Linked DNA regions of Mus musculus: all the other regions are linked to region 1. Evidence: chromatin contacts called from public Micro-C and promoter capture Hi-C data. All regions are on one chromosome and are shown on one strand. The core of a region is the stretch at or near the end of the contact, and the rest is flanking DNA. Distances in the headings are between cores, read along the strand shown. Region 1 holds the start of Ing3 (inhibitor of growth family, member 3). Region 2 overlaps Fam3c (family with sequence similarity 3, member C). Region 3 holds the start of Wnt16 (wingless-type MMTV integration site family, member 16).

Region 1 (5,134 bases), core at 1,615-4,114:
AGGTCCTCATGCTGTGGTGAGCCTCGGCCATGAGATTATTTCTGAATCGTAATGTGTTTTCCGATGGCTTTTGGTGACCCTGTGAAAAGGTCATCTGCCCCTTGAGTTGAACTGCTGGTCTAGAATATACCAAGTGCCCCCAAGTCCCTCATAAGTGCCCTCACTCCATATCCAGGTATCTACGTAATGTTACTATCTCTCCTAGAGGGTCCCAATGTGACTGCCAATTATCCAAGGCATCACACTTACTTTTTTGATGGATGCCATCTGTTCTTCTCGCCACTCGGGTTTATTCTTCTTTGCATTCATAAAGAACTCACTGACTCTTTGTTCTAGTTGATCCATTGCATCTGACACAATAAAACATTTCATACTTAGCCGACCAAACTGCTTTGATTTGAGGAAAAAAAAAAGACATCTGACAACTCTGTTTTAGCTTATACACATTTTGTACTATAAGCAGTGGTGCCTTCATTACATTAGTTTTTAAAAAGCTGAAATATTCTGTACTGACTTTGCTATTTCAAAACATTTTCCAGTAATCAAGGTAGAGTGAATTGTACAGACAAGGATCTACGCCACAACCCGCACTGAAATCAAAGTTAATGGCATTAAGTCAGCTGGTTACGGCAATCAGAGCTGCTTACTAACAGTACTCCTGGGACGGTCTCATACTTCTTTTAATAAAAATAGTGATGACAGAGTCAACACTTGCTCCATAGCACCAAGCACCTCATCACGTCCTCTCACAGGAAGGGATAATATATGTGACCGTTGCTCACCATTTATTCACTCAACACACATGCTATTTACTCTATGTAAGGCTTCGCCAAAGCCCAGGTCAAAAATAATGACCTCAGTGGATGGCTGCTAAAAAAATAAATAAAAGGGGTTTTGTTGTGATGGAAATGGAGAAAAAATTGCCCACTATATTTATCATTTAAGCAACTTCAGAGCAGGATGGCTTTTTACAAAAGATGCTGAGATGCTCTAGTTAATCTTCATTTTTAAAACACAATTTACTTTCAGCTACTTGCTGACCTTAGACATGCTGATACTTTTAATGCCTACTCACTTTGTTTCCGAAAACTCCAGGATTACAAAGTAAGTAAACTTGAAAGCACTGTCATATGAATAGATTAAATCCAAACTATCCCAGAATTTTAAAAAAATTGAATGATTGACAATGTTTTAAATTATCCTTTATTCTAAACCTATTTGTAATGGGCATTATACATCCTAATTATCTGTATTAGTTTAAATCCTCAGAAGACTGTCAGTTTTTAAAAAAAAAAAAAAAAAGCAAACAAGCCCCCCAGGCAGCAAGGCTGGAGTTGTCCTAGTCGTCCTGTCCAAGAGTGAACCCAAATCTGTCTGCCACCAAACTCTACTCAATCCCTCTGGAATGTGCTTCGGCAGGTGTTTACTACTGCAACTACCTTAAAGTCAAAGAGAAAAAGCACACCTATTCCAGTCACAGATTTATGAGAGGCTATTGGGCAATGCACCCCAAGAGATGACCCAGAGACTGAGATGAGAAAAGTACAGTCAGGGACAAAAGGTACAGAAATGAGGGGCAGGGGCGGCAGAGGCTCATGAATGAAGAGAACAAGCCCTTAGCAAACTCAAGTTACCTTTGAGCCTCTTCCAGTCTGGCTTTTTCAAAAGAACAAGGTTCATTTTGGAAATAAGTCACATATAAAGCTGCCAAGCACTGACAGAAAAAAAAATCAATGCTAGCAATGCCTGAAAAGCCAAGCACTAGGCAGACAGAAGCAGGAAGATGAGGAGATTAGAGCAAGCCTAGGATTATTATACATATTGAGTGTGAGACCAGCCTGAATGACGTGGTTGTGTTTACAAAACAAGAAACCAGTAGGGAAGCCTATCAAACGTCTACAGTTTTCTAAAGAGCAAGCGGGTGATTTCCTTAAAATCTGATCTCTCTCACTCATTTCTGGCTGAGAAAGTGTCCACGCTGTTCACAGCTCTAAGTGTCTTCCATTAATATGCAACTTGTCAAAGTTCGGCCTTCCGAGTTCACTAGGGTCCCTAGCCTGCCCTTCTATGTCTTTGCTCTGGAGAAATTCGGAATGTAATGAACTTTTAAGTCTGAATGCAGAACTCCAAGTTTCCACATCCAGGCTCGGGTGCAAACCTTCTGAAAATCACGCGAGTTTCCACTGCGGTGCAGTGTCGTCATCTCCATGCAGTACACAAACAACTGTGTTTGCTGTGCCCCGCGTGTTAACGGTACGGTGTGCCCGCCGCCTCCTTGTCACAGCCTGAAAAAAGTAGCGCGGAGGACCCGCCAGGCGATGCCCGAGGGAGGCCGGGGCTGCGCGGGGCCGTGGAGACGCGCCACTTACTCTGCACCTGCAGATCCATCTCGCGCATCTCCGTGAAGCGGTCCCGTAGGTCCATCGGAAGCTGCTCAATCACTGTCAAAGGCACAGTCCGTCAGAGGGCGGGGCCAACGGCGAAGGGACGCGCTGGCGTCACGCGTGTGTGCGTGCGTGCGTGCGTGCGTACGGGAGGGGGGGCGGCTCACAACGAGGCTGCCAGTTACCGTGAGAAAGAAACATCCCCCGCTCCCCCTCCCTCCCGCCATCCCGCCCGCCCGGCCACTCGCGCTCCCGCCCGCCGCCGATCCCGCCCGCCGCGTCGCCGGCGCCGCGCACTCACTTTCCAAATAGTCCTCTAGGTACAACATCGCGGCCCTGACTGTTGCGGGGACGAACGGGTCCAGGGGTTTATTTGTGTCACTCGCTGTCGCCGGAGTTTTGTCCCTTCCAATATGGCGCCTCCGCTAGCAGCACCCGCTCGACTCCGGCAAAGGAAAAAAAAAAAAAAAAAAGCAAAGGAAAAAAAAAAAGGCTCCACTTTGGCGCCTGACGGCGCTTGCCTCACTGCCGCCCGCCGTTGCTATTGGCTGTCTGCAGCGATGACGTCAACCGGCCGGTGCGGATCTCCGCGGTATTCTGGGAAATGTAGTCTTCTTTTTCCCCGAGCGTGGCCATTAGTGAGGGTGTCTCTTGGAGTGGCAACTACAGAAACCACACGCCTGCGCGAAACGGGCACGCCAGAATCCGAAATGCGGTGCCTCTGTTTATTTGTTGATTTCTTACATGGGGGATGACGGGAGTTGTATGCGCCTGCCTGACACAACTAGGAACAACTTTTCACCTGTTCTGGGCGGTGATTCTAAGCCCGCCGTTTGTGAGTCATGGATTTCTGGCTGTGCTAGGCAAATAGCAAAGATTCCAAACGCTAGAATAATCGGCTAAGTTCGGAAAATTCAGGTTGTTTAGAACAGAACTCGCTGCTGGAATTTATCTTCATTATTCACTCCTGATAAATAAATGGGACAAGTGATTGGTGTCCCTGCAACGTTAAGATAATTTATAGTGAGACTGGAGCGAATGTGCATTTCCCAAATTAAAAGACACCCAAAATAGTATTCAGTAGCCAGTTATGTTTTGCGGTGTATCTTGTGTTCATTGTAAAACAACTGTTCAAATGCATCCGCAATAAAGTAAATAAATAGATGAATAAATAACAACCAACCATAAATTATAGTGATTTAATGCATTGCTGGCATATACTAACAATGATTTAAATTTATGTTGGGTAAGTAGCTGGGTTAATGTTTATAGTTCTGGGCAGGCTTTTTTAATAACCCTAGCAAATGTTCACTGGTGGTATAACAAGTGTATCACCGCCCCGTTTCTATCTTAAAAATGCCTTTCATAAAAATTCGTACACTAAATGCTTCTGTGTTTTGGGGAAAATGATCCCTTCTTAGACTATCTGGTGGATTATAACACCACACACCTGTAATCCCCTAAGTGGGAGAATTGAGACAGGAGGATTAGGAGTGTGAGCTTTGGCAACATAGGCAATTAGAAGCCAACCCAGATTATGGAAGACCCTTTCTCATACAAAAGAAAATAAATCAGTATGACACATTTTATTCACTACTCAATATTTTTATGTTACAATTTTATTTACAATGACATACTTGTATTCTCTTTTGTCTTCTTTTAAAGCCATTTTCTTATTACTTGAATGTTAAATATATTTAGTCTACACCTGTTTAATTTAAATTTTGTACTAAAACTATTTATCTGTTTGTGCTCTTTGTTCAAAAGCAGCCACGTTTGTTTACAGTGCCTAATTTCATCTGTGTTGGGGTTTTTAACTCTGAATTCACTTTTCCAGGGTTATAAATATAGAGAAATTTCACTGCTGGAGTTAAAATCGAGTTTTGCTAGAGAATATTAGCATTTGACTCTGCAACTTTGCTGCAAGACACCATCAAACTTAGGGTCAAATTAAGTTATGTAGTTGAGGTTTATTCTATTGCACCGATAGATTGAATTGGAACCTGTAATGAAAATACTTCATTATATACTCTCAAGGGAGACTTTTTCTTCCTTATTGGCCTCTTAAGTCCAAGACAAGCATGTTTTCTTAGTGGCCTCTTATATGAAAAGAGTTTATTGCTCACCTACTCTTACATAGGGACTATTCCTCTTGGGATCCTGTCTTCTATTAGACTCCTCCTTGAGAACTGATTTTTGACGTTGTCTTCTTACAGTGGCTGGATGCATAGCTGTTCAAGCAGGAATTCTACATGGCCAAGATTTGATTGATAGTCTCTGAACTAAAGCTGACTTCGTTCCCAGCTTACCTCAAACGTGCTCATTTCCTTTGCTCATTCCTTCTGTATCCATTCTGAGAATTTCTATATGTCCTAGTAGAATATCAGTTCATTTGAATCCATTTGTTTATTTGAGATGGGATCCTGGGTAGCCCAAGCTGACCTCCAATTCACTATTGTAATCCAAGCTAATCTTGAACTTTTAACCTTCCTGCTTGCACCTTCAAAATGTTGACTTTGCAGGCTTGCACCACCTCACCCGATTTGGCTCCATTTGAGCTTGTTAACCCAGATTTTTAGAAAATTGTTTTTAGCAGATACTGCATTAAGAGTAGTTAATATGGCATGCTGTCAAAAGTAGAAGTTCACCGTGTCTATGTAAACCAAGTTTCCTCAGAGAGTGTTCTGTAGTGAGGAAAATGGAATTTTAAGATGATTTCAAACATAGTCAGTGTACACACACCTTCTAGA
Region 2 (5,134 bases), core at 1,647-4,146, 380 kb before region 1:
CATCTGGATCCACCCACCCCATTTCTGTCTTGCATTTGAAAAGAACAGGCTTCTAAAAGGTAGCAACCAAACCTGACAAAATAAAATATAGTAAGATAAAACAAAAGTCATCATATTGAAGTTGAACAAGACAAATGAAGAAAAGGAAAAGAACCCAAACTTTATTTGTTTGTTCCTTTTCTTGAGACAGGATTTCCTCTATGTAGCCTGGGCTGTCCTGGAACTCACTCTGTAGACCAGGCTGGCCCTGAACTCAGATCTGCCTCCCTCTGCCTCCCAAGTGCTGGGCTTAAAGACATGCACTCACTAAACCTAGCTCGTTGTCTCAAGCTCTTTATATCATAGTGTTTCAGAAAAATAAAACAGACATTTCCAGACAGGAAGAATGAAAAATGTGCCCACAGTTAATAATTGAAACTACCAAGGTAGATTGTGATGTAAAAGAATAAAATAAAAATTAAAAGGCAAAGAACCACAACAACTAAAAACTATAATCTCCTAAATGAAGTGTTTTGGCATGGGGGTGTAGCTCAGTGGTAAGTGAGGACTACCTTGCTTAGCATATCTAGATTTAGTCCCCAGCATGTCCCACTCCCAAATACACAAACACTAGTTTTTTTAAATAAGACTTAATCTTGAAGGAATTATCAAGTCACGCTCCATTTGTAAAAATAATACGCAGAGACCCTGGATACCCTTGCTTTAGAATTCCACCCATTCACAGGCTGGACAGGGACTTGTACAGTCTGTTAGTCATGTTCCTGGCCCTGATTTAATGCGGGGTTAGTTTTCAGCATGGGCCTTTAACTAGTACAGAGCTGAACAAAGTCCAGGTTACCACTGCAGATATTGCTGCAGTGAATTTGTGGATGTAATTATTTTTAGACTTCTATGTCTAAGCCATTGGTAAGTACAACATATATGGGGTAGTTAAGACAGTATTAAAAGCTTAGGTACAACTTAGTTCTAATCCTATAGTCTGACTTAATTGAAGGACATTCATGGAAGTCTGATGAAATCAGGCAGGGTGTGTCCATCTCTTGATGTATTATCTAAAAGAAATGAAAGATCGGGGTTATCACCTAGAGTCAGAAGTAAACCATGCAGGTGAAGAGAGGCTCTTGTCTTCCAGGCTGGGCTTGCACCTGACACTTTAGCAATCACCCGTATTCATGAAAATTAGGTCATCTGCTACCTGCAGGTTTACATTCTCCTAATTGCAGCCCTGGGGACAAATCTTTCGGTTTTGATGGGTTTTGGATACAAGTAAACTAACCGTGTCTAGAAGTGCTTCTTGAGAATGGCTTTCCCTTCAAGCCTCTCATCAGCTAACACATGTTCCACGGAGGGCGATTTACCCTGAAGCCCGATGACTCACAAACAGATTTCCAGGCCGTTGTCTTTAACTAAGTAGCAATTACAGATCTGGCATCTGAAATGTAACCAGCAAAATGATCTGATTGTTTTCAAATTTTTAGACATTTATTTCTACTGTTTCATGTATGTGGGTGTTTGGCCCACATGTTACGTCTTTGCAGTACTCTTATACATGGTGCCTGAGGGTGTGGTGAGCCTCCAGGTGGGTGCTGGGAGTGGAACCCAGGTCCTTTGCAACAAAAGTGCTCATAACCACGAAGCCAGCTCCCCGGTCCTAGAGTTACTCTGCCCTTCCTTCTCTGAGACTACTTAAAAAAAAAAAAGTCACCACATCTCATTTTCTGGAAGAGTTAACTGTAAAGGTCCCTACCCTGCCACTGTGCTCTGGGACTGACTGGTGATCTGTCTGCTCATAGTCACCCTTTAGAAGTGAGTGGTGCAGCCAGCCTGAGTGCTATATGAGATGATTCTGTTTGGGACCAGCAGGATTGCTCAGCAGGGAAACAATGCTTGTCGTCAAGCCTGACTTCTTGAGTTCAATTCCTAGGACCCACATGGTAGAAGGAGAGAACTGGCTCTTGTAAGTTGTCCTCTGGGATTTCCACGTGTGTCCCTTGGCACGCCCGTATCCATACATATACAACATATGCATACACATTACATTGTATGCATACACCTCAATAAGTAAATGTAATGAGAAATTAAACATACACTAAAAAATAGAAGCTAGCTCCACCAATCACAATTATGACCTAAAACACACACGAGTTAACTGCTCTGTCTTCCGTTTCCTTATATCTGAAACGCGATGACCATGTCAGTAATCACCAAGAAGTACTTGACAGAGCTAACACATAGGAAAGAGTGGAATTATTTAGTTCTGTTCTGATCTTCCTCTCCCATTCCCTATTACCATAATAGATCAGATGACCTGCCGTCTAATTAGCCCAGCACGGGTCAGGGAGAGTGGAATTCCTGATTTTAACAGTACTCCTTTCTAGAAATTTAAACACCTGAGTCTGGTGATATATTCTTTTCTTTAACTAATTAATTAGTTAATTAATAATGTTTGGTTTGTGCTTTTTTGAGACAAGGTTTCTCTGTGTAGCTCTGGCTATCCAGTCTGTAGACCCGGCTGGCCTCAAACTCAGGTCTACCTGTCTCTTCCTCCTGAGGGCTGAGATTAAAGGCGTGTGCCACCTTCAGCCAGCTAATTGCTTTTTTTGTTAACTGTGCTTATTAGTGTGGTGTGTGTGTGTAAACATATTTGTATATGTGTGTTGGTACATGTGTTCATGGCGCATGAGTGGAGGTCAGAGGACCACCTGGGAGAGTCAGGTCTCTCCTTCCAGCGTCTGGATGCTGGGAACACCCGGCTTGGTGTCAAGCCTGCCGCTACCCATTGCACCTTCACATCGTTTTTCTTCTTAAAGACAGACTGAGGTTGAGCGTGTCTAGCCTGCACATTGCTGACTTAGTTCTGGGGGTTAGTTTTCTCATTCGAAAGAGCGAAAGCATCGGATCTGATCTCTGTAATTATACCAGGAAATGGAAAGAGTGAGCTAGGGAAACCGCAGCACCTGCGTGTGTGCTTGCTCCACTCCTTTTACCCCTCCCCCTTTCTGCTTGTTATTTGCTTGTTCGTGGCTGTCTTTCCTTGGGAATCATTTCTGTGCCTGGGTTATGGAGTTGGGGAGGCTGTTGTGCTGTGTCCAGGGCATTACTCTTTCCCTGCATTCCAGCTGTGTGACTTTAGTGGTGTATAATATTCTCCTAAGTGTTCTGAGAGTTGAAGCCTCTGACTTGGTTTCTTCTCTTAAAATACCTCGCCACTCCCTTTCAGCTTTAACTTTCTGTTCTATCATTTGAATAGTAGACTTGCAGGAAACTCACAGTTATCAAAAATAGTACAGAAGTAAAAACTTAAGTGTCTATTTATAGTCAGACAGCTGGCCAGCTTCTTTCACTGTGTACTAATTTGCCAAAGCAGGAGCCAGCTGCCCACAGTACTTTGATGGTCCCTGTCCACATTTCTTGGACTGGGATCAGACACTGGAGTGTTACAGAGCGCCAAGCGTAACTGTGAAGGAGGACAGTTGAGACCCACTGTGGGGGCTAAGAGCTGACCTTTGCCCTTCCTTGAACTGATGAAGTAAACTCTTAGTAACAGCATTAATATCATTATGCCAACCAGTACACTTTTGTTCTGAGAAATTCAGGTTCCCCAACTTTTACCTCTTTGGACTTCCAAAGCCTTGCAACCCTCCCCGCCCCCCAAGATGGGTTTATGAACGTTCTCCAGGGCTGTGTGGGTACCCAGCACTGGCCAGCAGCAGCAGCCGTGGCAGCAGAAGCAGCATCATTTAAATATTATCATGTTCATCAACACACACTGTAGTCTTTTAAAGATATATTTTCAGGCTGACTTTTTGAGTAGGATCCAAATTTGCAGTAAATAATCAAATAGAATGTTTAAAATGACATTTCACTAATAAAACACAGCTTCTCCAGGATTTCAGCACACACTTGCCCATAATGAATTACATAGTGGGCAGGTAACTGCTTCTCTGAAGTGATATTGTGATGTAGATGCGCAGTCATTCACACACACATTGCTTAGGCTTATTAGAAGCTTTAATATGTTGAAAGTAGGTCATTGCCAATGGGCCTGTGCTTTCTAATAGTCTTAACTGTTTCTCTCCTTAGCTCGATCCGCGCTGGACTCAGCCATTCGTTGTAAGTCTCTCATCTTGGTGTTTTATAAGTACTTTATCCTGTGTGTTCATTGGAAAGCTTTTATCCAACGAGTGTGGGCAGGTTGTGAACAAACCCTGAAGGAGACAAGTTGTGTTGGATGTCCTACTGTCATAGGCTCTTCATTCCCACTGGGCGTTTGCTCTTCACTTGGGTTCTGACCCATGGCGTAAGCACAGACGATGTTTATCGAATAGAGGAGTCTGCTGCCGCTGATACCTGGATGGATGGAAGGACTGAGCTTTCACTGATCCTGGCTTTGGACTAGACAATGCAAAGGAGCCAATTAAAAAGCCTCAGGCACCCTGAAATTTAACTTCCAGAATGATTAAGTAAAATCTGCCTTGCTGAGCAAGATCATATGGCACGATCCATTTCTGTCAGGTTAGCTCATTCCTCACGAGGGTCTGAATAAGGGAGCCTTTTTATATTGGAAGCTTTGCCTTTCTTCTTGTTCTTTTGATACTCTTAGAGAAAAACATTCTGACAGATTTTGAAAGTTTTTATTTATTTATAGTTTATTAAAGAATGTGTGTCTCGCCTTTTTAATTAATTTTTAAAGTATGTGTGGTGTACAGCCTGCATGGATGTATGCTCACCACGTGTGTTCCTGATATTCAACGATGCTGGGAGGGCATCTGATTCTTTGGAACTAGAGTTATAGATGGTTGATTATGTGGCTGCTGGGAGTTTAACCTGTGTCCTCTGGAAAAGCAGCCAGTACTCCTAATCGCTGAACCCCCACCTCTAGCCCCTAACTAGGTATACCTTAATGTCTTATATATGTGATTTCGTGTATATAGTTTGAGATCTAAAATTATCTGAAATCTTAATTAATTTGTTTTCTAAAGAATCTCAAACGTATTTCTCTTCTCCCCAAAGCTACGAAACCTCCGAGGTACAAGTGTGGGATCTCAAAGGCGTGCCCAGAGAAGCATTTTGCTTTTAAGATGGCTAGTGGAGCAGCCAATGTCGTGGGACCCAAGATCTGCCTGGAGGACAA
Region 3 (5,134 bases), core at 1,601-4,100, 340 kb before region 1:
AGCATCCTCCCCAGTGCCAGCCTTCACTTGGTGAGCCACCATTCTGCAAGGTGGTGTCACAGGAACATTCGGTCATGTTGCCTGCACTGCATGACCTGGTGACAGAGTGCACCAGGCCCGCTGCCATGATGGCATAAATGAATGCTGTCTCCTTGGTGCCTAGGAAGAAAACATTGATAAATGACAGAGCCGGCACTTTCTGTCGATATTCAGCCCTAACCTAAACCTCTCACTTGTTGTCTTAGGAGGCAATCGATTTTTTCAAGCGTTTACAGAGAATGCTATAATGTGTGAATATTTGGAAAGGAAATCTACTATCCTAGACTTTTTTCTTTTTTCTTTTTTTCTTTTTAAAAAGCAGCATTATTGTTCTGTATTCCACATAGGGATGACACATGTCATATTGTCACCCACTCTCCTCATATATTACAATTCATGTTTTTAAAAAATGTGTAACCTTCACGAGTACCTGCCTTAGTGGTTCATAGCCAGAAGTAGCTTATTAGTACATGTTGAATGTAAATCCTTTATATGGACAATGTAAATGGGCAATTAAAAAGGAAACAGATTCCGTATCTTTTTTTTTTTTTTTTGAGTATGCTGCTTTCACAAAATACAATCAGAAAATTTTGGTGTGACCTTTCTTTAAATAGATACTATGCAAACTAAAATTAGCAAAAATCAAGACAACTGGTAGATACATATTCGTTTTCTTTCACATCAAAGATAAGGTTTTAAAGGGGGAGAATATGATGAATAACAATCACTGGTATTGAGTTGTAAACATTTTACACAGTGCAGTGCAGCTGGCTTTATGGTCATATAACTAATGAGAACAAGATCATTGAAAACTTGTAAAAATGCATTGTTGTGGAAAAGTATACTATTTTGAAACAGTTGCACTTTGTACTCCATCAGTAAAGTTGGAGTTAAAATCTTTGAAATCAAATTTCCATTAAGACATTCATAAAACAGACTCGGAAGGACTCAGCAGGCAACTTTTTTCTTTCCAGATGTTTAGATTGGAATAGAAACTGCTTCACGCCGGTTGTCCAATAAACCTTTTCGGTAACGAATGCTTCTGCATCTCAGCAACTGTTTAGGACACATTCTCTCTCTTTCTTACTTTTTCTTTCTCCTCCTGGTTCTTAGCCCTTACCCCACCCCCACCCCCAGGCCAGGGATCCTTCAGCATCACTTGCCAGACAAAACTCAGAGCTGGGACGCACAGCTCTGTGGAGGCGCGTGCAGAAACTGACTGGAGAAGGGTCAAAGTGCAGTACGAACGGAAATGAACTTTAAAAAAACGACAGCGCATCTTTCAGTGCCTCAGGCCTAAAACTCCTACTTTGCTAATATCTCAGGAAGCATCCTAGCACCACTAGCCCCGCTAAGTCACCACGTCTGTAGGAAGAACTTTTTCTTTTTCCACCGCACTTTCCCCGTACCGCAGAGAGAGCTCCCGCCCGGTCAAGGAGAGATGGAAGAAACAGAAAAGTGGGGGACACAGAAGTCGCGCTCAGGTGACAGTCCCTTAAAAAAAAAATCACCATCGTGCACTAAACCTGGTGTTCCCAGGAGTCAGTAAAACGTGCGGCTGTGCTTCAATTGCCACTTGTCCGCAGCTCTGGGCGCCACAGAGCTGCTTAAATCAAAGCAGATGCGGCTGCATCATTCTCGGCTGTAGACCTCATGTTTGTCCAGCTGGTCACCCACGGAGCGGGGCGCCATGGGGTCCTTGGGGTCGACGGGATAGGAACTCAGTTTTTCTGAAACTTTGGCAGGGGCCAGGGGAAGCAAGGAGAATTTCAGCCCTTCTAAGAGTCCTTCTGTAGATCTCGGACGTCCCTCCCCAGGGCCGCACCTGCACACTGGGGGCTGGCCCTTGTTGCCCCAGTTTTCCCCCACCCCCACCTCGCACCAAATGTTCCATATTGAAGACCTTGCCAGCACCGAATTGTGCAGGCGCTATACACTCTATCGAAGGAACGCGCAGAAAAGCTGTCGCCTTGTATGTCCTACCATCCCCGAGGGTCCTGGTGACTCACCGCTACTCAGCTCATAGCCAAAGAGGGGGGCTGTGGCGAGCTGGGTGGAAGTGGTAGTGGCGACCATACAGTTCCACCTCTCGTGTCGGAACTGGCTTCTGCACTCCTGAATGCCCAGCCTGGCGCCCTCGCGGATGCTAGGCAGCAGGTACGGTTTCCTCTTGCACAGCTCCTTCTGGCGGCTGTTCAGCGGCAAGTCGGCGCAGCCCAGCTTCTCCGGTACCCCGAAAGAGGCGATGCCCAACCACCTGTAAGACGCGGCACCCCTGAGGTAAGCCTCTCCCCTTTCCCTCCCCCACCCCAAAAGCATTAGGTCAGCGTTCCTAGGGTCTCCACCCCTTCTCTCCCAGCCTCAAGTTGAAAGCCCACTAGTTGGGTCATTCCTTTGACCAGCCACCCTATATGCCTCCACAGAGCCCATACTCACATCCAGTTGCCCTGGGTTCCGCAGGGGAGCAGCGACAGCACGGCTGCCCACAGCGCACACAAGCTGGGCAGGGCCAGGAGCGCCGCTCTGTCCATGGCCCACGCATGGAGACCCCCAGCCCCAGCCACTCCTCCTCTGTCTCCTCTCTCCAGAGGCCCGCAGGGCCTGGGGTCAGTTTCTTAGCACCCAGTTGTTCCTTGCTCTCTTTCCCCTGGAAGGTAACATTAAACAGGGCAGCAAGGACAGAGACTATCAGCAGTCCCCTAGGCAAGATAAGGCGGAGAAAGTAGCCTAAGGTCCTCTGGCGCAGAGGTGAGGATGAGCTGGAGATGCGGGAGCTTCCCTCACTTTCCAAGGTGAGAAACTTCTGCTGATGTCTCTGTGTCTCCATCGCCCCAGGCTTCTCCTCGCATCTCCTCCCCCCCTGACCGCGCCTGGAGTCTGATTGGCTCAGCAGCAACCCTGTACCTCACCATCTGGAAACTTCAGTGTCTCATTGGCTAACAGTGGGCTCTGCGGGGGGCGCTCCTGGGCTGAGCCTCCGTGACTGTCTAACTAGACCTGGGAGTGTCACGACCTTTCCTCCTCTCACAATGTCCTTAGAGGAGGTCACTGCGAGACTGAGTCAAGCGGAGAGCAAAGAAACGATGAGCACTTCTTAGCATCCTTGAGAGAAAATCTAGCCACATCTAGATTTACCCTTTGAGTAAAAAGGGTAAAGGTGTGGGGGGGCCCGAAGGGAGGGGGGCGGAGCACTCTGCTCTTCTTTCTTGTATTTCTCACTGGTGAATTATCTTTATAAGGTCAGAATTGATACCACAAAAAGCTGATCTTTCCACCCTTGGAAGCGGAGAGGATAGGCGAGAAGGGTTCTTTTCGTGTCATTGTATACACATTTATTTCCAGCTTTCCATCAAATTTCCCCGTATTTTACTTAGGTTCTGTGATGGCTTTTCTCATTTGTCTTATTTCTGTAGCTTTTGGGAGCACAGGCTTTTCTAAGGGGGAAAATGGCAGGCAGACAAATGGGTGAGAGCTGACTAGAGCATTCCAAATAGATGAACGCTGTCCCTACCCTCTTCTGACCCACACTGACCCCACCCCCCACCCAAGGATACCTTCCACAGGGCTACCGAGTGGAAACAACGACAACAGAAATCCTGCACCCACACCAACTGCATGCCCAGACCTATGGAAGTTTGTGGAAATAAGACCCCTTTCCACCAGTGTAAAACCCAGCCAGGCAGACAAATCTAAGGCCAGATGAATTCTGATCATCAGTAACAGAGATTATAGGTAAATGGAATTGGCAGCTTAGGCTTTCACCAAATGTACTTTAGAAGCAGGAAGGGTTCTGAGAAGCAGTCAGAGTTTTGTCTTCAAGAACCCTTTGAAGGTGCCAGGAATATGCTTTGTTGTGGTATCAGAGAGCCCCGCCTCCTCTACTTACAGGCACAGGGTTTTCACCTGCTCCCAAGAGGACATCTGGAATGTTAGTAAACTCTCCAGGTGCTATCATCTCGGTGGGTGACCACACTTAGCCTCAGCGCTGAAAGGCTTGGACAGCTTTTGCTTGCTTTTAATACTCAGCCTCACTTAAGGTCAATCAAAGCTCACTCACACACCCATCCTGTCCCATTCACTCCTTTATCCAGCAAGCACTGCGCGCACACTACGTACCAGGTCCTAAAACCACACTGTAATTTTTAGAAAGTCAAGTTGATGATAGGGTATGGTTACTGATCCAGAAATATTTTGGCTAATAGCTAGTGGCCTCTCTGAAAGTCGGAGCCTTTATCCAAGCCCACTTTATCCTCTAAGCCTCTCCAAGAAGGGACCAGAGTACACCCATAGCTGTTCCACGGCCATTGGTCCCGGAGAAGCAGATAGTCTTTTGAAGCGCAGCTCACAGAGTGGATTAACATGATGAGGAACATCCCGAACAGATGCCTAAGTGGCCTAAAGGCTGAAAATAGAGACATTTCTTCCTTGTAAGGGAAACTGGAGAGGGTGCAATCTTGGGTTTGGGTAGAGGGTGTGGAGAACATCAATTGCTTAAGCTGATTTTTAAAGGCCAACTGTGTTTGATTTTTTTTTTTAATTCAGAAATATATATTGAGACTGCTTTGGGTTAAAATGTGAGACTGGCACTGAACCACACAGCTGTAGAGATCATAATTTACTTGACAAAACAGACAAGTAAACTCACAATTACATTCTGATACAGTCAGTGTGGGAAGTAAAGTGTGCCGTGAACACACAGCGAGGATAATCCAGAGTTGTGGGCCAAATGGACGAGCCTGCTGAATCCTGCCTTCATGTTTCCTCTAGGGATCCAGTGCTGCACAGGCATTCTGCTAAAGCCTTGGGAGAGACATCAGAACATGCCATTTAGGGAATCAGCCCACCAGCACAACATTTTCAGGTCCAAGACAGTCCTATAGTGTCTCTTTCATGTGGTCTAGGGCTTTTATAACAAAGTAGACGTGTCCATTAGTTCACCCAGCTGGAGGGGTACACTTGACATTCAGTGAGCAGACAGGTGAGTGCCAGGCTCTGTGAACTTTCACAAGTGAGAGCCTGTTATATGCCCGCAGATTTCCTTTTACTCTGTCTCTTTCTTCTTTTCATTTTTTTTTTAAAAAAAGATTTATTTATT

The links. Promoter capture Hi-C pulls out the DNA fragments that hold promoters and counts their contacts. Hi-C and Micro-C count contacts between places; a contact is called where the count stands out from the background.
Region 2: a promoter capture Hi-C map of pre-B cells shows a contact between it and region 1. The contact joins the enhancer-like site here to the promoter of Ing3 in region 1. A contact is called at or near these places in 1 of 39 promoter capture datasets (pre-B cells), 3 of 484 Hi-C or Micro-C datasets (pre-B cells, regulatory T cells and rod photoreceptor), 3 of 115 datasets of contacts at active chromatin or transcription factors (bone marrow-derived macrophages, memory CD8 T cells and pancreatic cancer cells) and 2 of 9 other capture datasets (adipose tissue and liver).
Region 3: a Micro-C map of palatal mesenchyme shows a contact between it and region 1, with 1.9 times the contacts expected there. The contact joins the promoter of Wnt16 here to the promoter of Ing3 in region 1. A contact is called at or near these places in 1 of 484 Hi-C or Micro-C datasets (palatal mesenchyme), 2 of 115 datasets of contacts at active chromatin or transcription factors (bone marrow-derived macrophages and pancreatic cancer cells) and 2 of 9 other capture datasets (adipose tissue and pancreatic islet).

The regions. Positions count from the first base shown.
Region 1 is chr6:21,947,345-21,952,478 of GRCm38.p6, reverse strand. It overlaps Ing3 (inhibitor of growth family, member 3), which reads right to left and starts at 2,864. Exons shown (of 12, transcript NM_023626.4): 1 at 2,686-2,864; 2 at 2,370-2,441; 3 at 250-350. The coding sequence starts at 2,713.
Region 2 is chr6:22,328,558-22,333,691 of GRCm38.p6, reverse strand. It overlaps Fam3c (family with sequence similarity 3, member C), which reads left to right. Exons shown (of 10, transcript NM_138587.4): 4 at 4,084-4,113; 5 at 5,014-5,134. Among named protein-coding and RNA genes, the nearest start is that of Fam3c, 25 kb to the left of the region's middle. Within about 2 kb of position 2,896, at least 62 of the 459 cell types and tissues checked have an H3K27ac peak or open chromatin away from gene starts, as enhancers often do. A contact at or near this core is called in memory CD8 T cells, pre-B cells, regulatory T cells and 1 more, where this site is marked.
Region 3 is chr6:22,285,943-22,291,076 of GRCm38.p6, reverse strand. It overlaps Wnt16 (wingless-type MMTV integration site family, member 16), which reads right to left and starts at 2,850. Exons shown (of 4, transcript NM_053116.4): 1 at 2,476-2,850; 2 at 2,049-2,296; 3 at 1-159. The coding sequence starts at 2,570.